Linked DNA regions of Anser cygnoides: region 1 is linked to region 2. Evidence: chromatin contacts called from public Hi-C data. All regions are on one chromosome and are shown on one strand. The core of a region is the stretch at or near the end of the contact, and the rest is flanking DNA. Distances in the headings are between cores, read along the strand shown.

Region 1 (3,342 bases), core at 143-2,642, 150 kb before region 2:
TCTCTGTACAATACCTAACAAACACGTATGATCAGCTGCGATAAGAAGACAGATTTCCCAGTAAGCCCATCTACATGGAGTTTGGCCTTGGAACGGGGACAGCATTTATATCGCTCTGGCAGGGTCAGCAATCGCTCCCATGATGCTGGCTGTGACAGCACGCAGCCATTGCAGTGCATTTCAGCGTGCACGAACACCTTGGGTCTTATTCAGCCCAAGTATTGGAGGATCTGGGGATGGGGCATCTGTTGGCCACGCTCCCACCCGTGCCTCCTCTTTCCTCCAGCAATAGCACGGTGATAGCGCTTAGCTTCCCCGCGAGTCTTTCAGAGCAAGCCAGCCATTGCTGAACAGCAATTTATTTACACAGGCGAGGAGAAATAGCTTCTTGGCAACTGCGTACACAGCAAATGCTGATTTTTCTATTTTAACTTCTGCTTCTTGGCCTAGCCGCGATGGCAGTTGGCTTGTTTGGAGGATGGCAGGTTACCTACTGAAAAGAGAGCAAATGCAGGGAGGGCAAACACCAGCCCAAATCTGCTCTCTCCCCTTGGGGTGCCCATTGTTACATTTTGCTGAAACACTTGACACTGGTTTTGGCCTCAGAGAGCTTTCAGAATAATCCAAAGGATTTCTTTGTTAATTGCAATCCCGGAGTTAAAATAGAAATGAAAAGCTGGACAATCCAGAGAAGTGAGGGAGTGGAAACAAGTTGGTGAGGCTGAAACCTGCACGGACTTTGAGCACCCACAGGATAGGTGCCTAAAGCCGGCATTGCGTCAAATAGTTTCACCAGACACTTTACCAGTTGCAAGTATCTGTCTGGGGGTTCTTTAACGACGCTTTTTAATTCCGCAGCATTTTATAGTAACCTTAAAAACGTCAGATACTGGACGCGAAGAAGGCATTATTTACTATGTGCTCTTTTTTTTTTTTTTTTGTTTTAATCATCATTAATGACGCAAAACGCGCTCTCCCCACGGGAAGCCCTGAATTTCTCTCCGCTTTCCCTCCTGCGCTCGGCGCCGGGGATCCGCGCGGGCGCAATTTTCAGACAAGGAGAGCTTTTGGGGCGCGGAGGGGAAAACGAGGGGGGGCGAAAGCGTTTCGGGGGGGGGGGGGGGGGGCCGACGCAGGGCGGTGTCAGGAGCAGGTATTTCGCCTCGGTGGATGGGGCGGGGGCGAAGTTTGGGCTGGCGGCCGGCGGGGACGGGCTGTGCGCGCATCTCGCCTCCTGCGCGCCCCGCGCCTCCTGCGCCTCCTGCGCCGCGCAGCAGCCGCGCAGCACCGCGGAGAGCCGCGGAAAGGGGGGCGGAGGGGGGGGGGGGGGCAGAAGGGGGCGGCTCCGCCTCGCCCGGCTCCGAGGAGGAGCCGCCGGGGGCCCCGGCTCCTTCCACGTGGCTGGGGGCGCGCTATATGAGCGGGCAGGAAGCCCTGCCGGGGAGGGAAGGGGAGGGACGGGGGAGCGGAGGCTGCAGCAGCTCGGCGAGGATCCGGCAGCGATCGGTTCGCCCTTTCCCCGGCCATGGGGTTTGGCCGCCAGCCGGCCCCCGGCGCCCCGCCGTGAGTACCGGGCTCCCTCCTCTTCCTCCTCCTCCTCCTCCTCCCCCGCTTACCTGCAAATCCTCCCGCTCCCCCTGCTGCTCCTCGTTCGCTTAAGTTGGTTGTTATTATTATTTATTTTTTTGGGGGAGGAGGGGGGGTGGCGGTGTTATTGTGATCATCTGGAGGCAGAGGGTGGCCCCGCCGGAGCCCGCAGCATCCTCCGCCGGCCGCTCCGGAGCGGGGCGGCTGCGCCCCATCCCGCCGGGCTGCGCCCCCCAAAAATCCCCGCAGAGGGGCAGAGGTGGGCTGGGGGGCACGGAGAGGCTCCGGGCAGCCCCCTTCCGTGGCTGGGTGGCTGGGGAGAAGCCTAACGGAGTCCCACAGCCCGCTGTTTGTATGGATTCATTTCTTTGCTTATTTATTTTTTTCACTTGGGTGGGCTGTGCGGCGAGGGAGGGAAGGCAGTGTTGCTCCGTTAGGGGAAAGCAGGCTGGCTGCCTGAGGTACCAGCACATCCCTGCTCGCAGAATGAGTCTCCAGCGGAGTATAAATAACTAATCTCCGAGTTTGTTTGTTAGGTGTGTTGGTGTTGCGCTGGAGATGTCTCAGCAGCGAGCGTGGAACCTTTGTCCTTGTAATGATTGATTTTAGTTTTGGCAGAAACAGAAAACAAACTAGTTAAAAAATAAAAAAATAAAATGCCTGGATGCATATTTACTCCTTTGAGACTTGCAGGATTTTTCAACTATTTGTCAAGGTTGAGTGTGTATGTGTCCAACACACAGAAATAACTCTTTCATATAATTGTAAGTCTAAATTATATATTTGCCTGCTGGGCACACATGTTAAAGGAAAAACCTCCCTAATTATGGATCCTTCAGAGAGATTGGAAGGGTGACAAAGCCCTTGTAATCTTTTGGGTCAATTTTCATAAGCTCCAAAAGCCCTTTTTGAAAAGGAAATTAAACTTCAGTGTGGAAAAGAGACAGGAAATTCGAGGATATGAAAAAGAAACTCCACCTTTCCCTCTGATCCTGTCCCCAGGAGTTCCTTTACATTGGTGCCCTTCGGTGACAGAAGGGAAAATGAAGAGCCAGCCGCCTCTAAGCAGCCTTCCTGCCGCTTGGCAGTTGAGAAGATACTCAGTTAGCAGCAGCACGCTCCTCCTGGGGGTTATTGACATGGCTGTAGCTGGAGGGGTGGTCGTGGGAAGCATCTGCTTTGAAACACTTGGATCTCCGCTCCTAGTGTCCCGCGCGGTCCATGCCAGCCAGGGCCTTCTGCAGCCGATATGTTCACCCCTCCTCAATTCTTAGGGCTTTGTCCAAAGCCCGTGGGGCTCTGCCCACTGTTTGTAAGGGATCGGCAGAGCTGCTCTCCGGTTAGAATCTGGGGTTTGTCCCAGGGCCCCTCTCTGGCTTTTGGCAGCGGCCGGTGGCTATCTGCAGGGCATGGCTGTGCTTGAGGTCCCTTCTGGGAACTTGATAGCTTCTAATCTGTTTGAACGCACTTCCAGGCTGAGGCTGGGGGGTGGAGAAGGGAATGACCGGATAAAAAAAAAAAGGTGGATTTTTTTCTTTTTAATAAGTTAAGGGCACTTGTTTTCTTGATTATCCCTGAAGCAGTAAAAACTCCAGTGTGGGTCCACAGTGAACTTGGTGCTCTTCCTCTGCCGATTTCTCACTTTATTTACTCTATTTTGGTGCTGCTGTAGGATAACATTTCAGCAGGTTTAAATCCTTTGCCTCAGCAAAGACAAAGCCCCAGACTGTGGTCCTCCCAAACCTGTTTTTTTTT
Region 2 (3,701 bases), core at 1,079-3,578:
GCAGTTATGCAGCCCAACACAGGGCGAAAGCTCACCCAGGCAGTGGCTACTGCATTGTCAGCAGTGCCACTCAAGCAAATTAAGCCTTGAAATTCCTTTTTTTCCCTACCTGTCTTCTAAGTAGACTGTCTGAAGCCAAGGGAAATGATGTTCCCCAAGCTTTAGCTGTGCTCCTTTCTGGCACATTGCAGGATTTGGCTCTCTGAGTACAAACTTCAGCAATTACATCTTCACATAGTAAAATACTTCCTAACTTGGATTTTTGGAATGACTTCATTTTCTTTTGCAATCCACCAATCACCCTCAAAAGACATTGTGAATCACTGTGTTATTCTCAGTCTTATAACTAACAAAATAGATAGGAACAGTGCTTGAGCTAGTGAGGGCTCAGTCTGGATGCACGCATTCACAGGCTTTCCTACTCACCTGGGCTAGCAGCTACCAGTTCCTGGGGGCTTCTGCCTGTCTGTCTCCAATATTTTTGAGAGTCCAACACTACATCACTACATGTGTTCTAAATAACAAACTGCAAAGGTCAAAGCAAAATAAAACACTTTGTGCCAGTTCTCTCATTCATTCCAAGCTCAGTACTTGTTTTTACTGCAGAAATCTTCATTTACTGCCCATGGAATGGTTCATTCCATTTGAATCTCTGGAGCTTTTGGCCCCTTCCCTAAAAAGCAGCCAAGCACAGCAGATTGAAAAACTGCTTGAGGATAGGCCAGACCACATAGTTCAGACACTGACCCAGATCTGTTTTCTGAAGGACTGAATGCTTCTGAGCTAGGATTTTGTTTCATGATCAGATGAAGGAAGGATTAATCCCTTGGAAAATTAGTCAAGCCCATCTTCTTGTTCTAGCATTTGCACTTGTTCCATAACTTTAAGAGCCACTGAGCTAGACAGATCTTCCATAACAAACACAGGGAGCCAGTGATTAGATGACTTCATTCTGAAGATCTGACTTCAAACTTGGCTCAGTTATAAATTATTTTTCATGGTTTCATTGGATTCCTGGCCTTGTAGTTTAAAATGGGTATGAAAAAGGTTAGACCTTTTATGAAAAAAAAAAAAAAACAAAAAAACGCACAAAGCAGCTCTGTCTTAGAATGACAAATGCTTCTCTTTTGTTGTTTTAGAAATACTTTTAATCCTTGCATACATTAACTAATCAAAAGTAAGAAAAGCTGATAAGAAATTAGATTTATTAAACAATAATATTTCATAGTATGAGCTGTACAACATGGTGAAATAGGAACCAGTTTTCCAGGGTTCTTTTTCCAAGGTCAGCACTTTTCACTCAGGTGCAGAAGCTGGGTTAGGAGGAGAGAAGCTAATATGCATTTGAACAGCAGCAAGCTTTTGTAGACTAGACTTAATAAGCTTATTGTGTAGCAATAAAACAAAGACAGAGTTTACCAGAGTTTCAGGAATTTCTGATTTTGTCTTCAAGCCACTACATGAGGGAGTATGATAACATTCTGTGCATTTCATCAGTTTGGGGCAGAGTAACCTGTCATAAAAGTGAGGCTGTTAAGTAAAATCACACACATGGAGTAAGTGTGCTTTACAGAAAGTCACAGAAAAAGCAGCCCAGGCTGTCACAGTTTAACCTGTCCCTTTGCGGGTAGTTACACGCAGAACTGTGTATATGAAGATATTCTTTACTCAGCCCGCTAGGGCCCCTTTTTGGAATAAACGATTAGCTGCGCTTCTTGCCAAAGAGCTGTTCTCTGGGAAACTCACACAGCACTTGTTGCTCCCATTGTACCCTCTGAACTTCATCAGAAACATAGGAAGGCATTATTTTGTTTCTGCTGAGATCAGTGTTCATTCCTAGTGGTGATGGTAATGCACAAGCATAAGTTTTGCAATTCAGGATTTGGTAAACAGACTTATTTTTATATAGTATTACACACATCCGCATGATTTTGACCACCTGTGCCAGGACACCCCAGTTGTAGTCCTTTTCTCAGCTTTTCCCAGGAATGCTTCTCTTTGGGCCACTGGGAAAACCTCCTGTTTAAACTCCCGTCTCCTCATCAAACTGTGTGCAACGCTTCACACCCTGCGCAGTAAACACTTCGTGAAGCAGGGCAGAAGGTCTCAGCCGTTCAGACATCAGCCTCCCCCCGCCTGGGCTGCATGACCCCGAGGAAAGGGGAAGACGTGGGGTTACGACAAGGGGGCAGCTGACATATAGAGACCCTGCGCGGAAGAGGCGTGCGGGCTGTAACCGCTGCAGGCATCGGCTGGCGGCGGGGGGAGCCCTGGGGCGCCGGGCCGGGCCGGGCGGAGCGGCGGATCGGGTGGCGGCCCGCCCCGTGCTCCCGGCGGGGAGGCGGCGGCGGCGGTGGCGGCGGGCAGCGCCGCCCGGCGGGCGGGGCGCGGGCTATAAATCCGACCCGCGGGGGAAGGCAGCGGCGGTCGGAGCGCGGCGGCGGCGGCGCACGGAGAGCAGCTGTTGCGGCAAGTACCGCGAGCATCTATCTATCTATCTATCTATCTATCTATCTATCTATCTATCTATCTATCTATCTATCTATCTATCTATCTATCTATCTATCTATCTATCTATCTATCTATCTATCTATCTATCTATCTATCTATCCACTCAGTCACTCAACCTTTTTCTTTCTTTTTTTTTCTCTTTCTCTTTTTCTATCATCTTTTTCTTTTCCTATCTTTCTCTTTTTGTATCATCTTTCTCGTTTTCTTTTTATATCTTTCTCGTTTTCCTATCTCTTTCTTTCTATCTCTTTTTTTTTTTTCCTATCTCTTTTTTTTTTTTCTGTATCTTTTTTGTTTTTTTGTTTCTTCTTTTTCATTTTCTGTCTCTTTTCTTTTTCTTCCAAAGAGGACTTTGCTGGCTGCAGGCTGAGGAGGTGAAGGAGCGAGTGGCTCTTCGCAGAACAGGGGCTGTGCACTGGTGGGTGGGAGTGGCGACTGGGGCAGCTGCTGGATGCTGCTGCCTCCCGTGACAGCAGCGGGCTGGGCTGGTAAACAGCTGTGAAGCGAAGGCACATACTTTCTTACGGAAGTTGACTACTGGCGCTTGTTGCTTGTGTTTCTGTGCTGTCGCAGCTCCACGTTGGATTTGGAGCAGACGACAGACTTGATTGGTGTCCAGCCTTTACTAGTCAGTTGTTTCTGTGGGGTTATTGTCTTAATATGTGATGCTAGGTGCAGTTTACTGTGAGCACTTCCAGGCACTGCTAAGGTTCATAGCACTTCACTGCGGTGTTTGCAGCAGAGGCAAAGCCTATGTACTGGATCTCATGAAATATGAGATTTCACTTCTGCTAGTGAGGATGTTTTGGTTAGTGCTTTCCACTGTATTATGGTTTTCTTATGAAACGCTTGTATCACTCCATATCTTACCCACTGTTTTATGAAGCCCCCAGTGCCCAATTTTGTACCCCATCCCCAGAACTGGGCTACTTTTACTTTCCAGATGGAGGTATTTACCAGCTATGTAATTTGGATTTTTTTTTTTCTGAGTTGTCTATTTAAATATAAACTGTATTTTGAACCTGAAAAATGCAGTAGTAGAGGCATGGAAGAGGTCAAAGACAACCCAAAGCTGTATGTCCAGATACTCTGTTAAGTGTTACACTGTTATGATTTCTTCTGAGTTTTTGTTTACTTTTTTATTGTTATTTTATACACAACTGTGTCAAAGATACAGCTGCTGAAAAAAC

The links. Hi-C and Micro-C count contacts between places; a contact is called where the count stands out from the background.
Region 1: a Hi-C map of liver shows a contact between it and region 2, with 2.3 times the contacts expected there. The contact joins the promoter of ST3GAL1 here to the promoter of NDRG1 in region 2. A contact is called at or near these places in 2 of 7 Hi-C or Micro-C datasets (both in liver).

Annotation. Positions count from the first base shown.
Region 1 is chr2:155,772,822-155,776,163 of Taihu_goose_T2T_genome, reverse strand. It overlaps ST3GAL1 (ST3 beta-galactoside alpha-2,3-sialyltransferase 1), which reads left to right and starts at 1,392. Exons shown (of 6, transcript XM_066990761.1): 1 at 1,392-1,563. The coding sequence starts at 1,417.
Region 2 is chr2:155,626,754-155,630,454 of Taihu_goose_T2T_genome, reverse strand. NDRG1 (N-myc downstream regulated 1) reads left to right here and starts at 2,328. Exons shown (of 17, transcript XM_048049918.2): 1 at 2,328-2,469.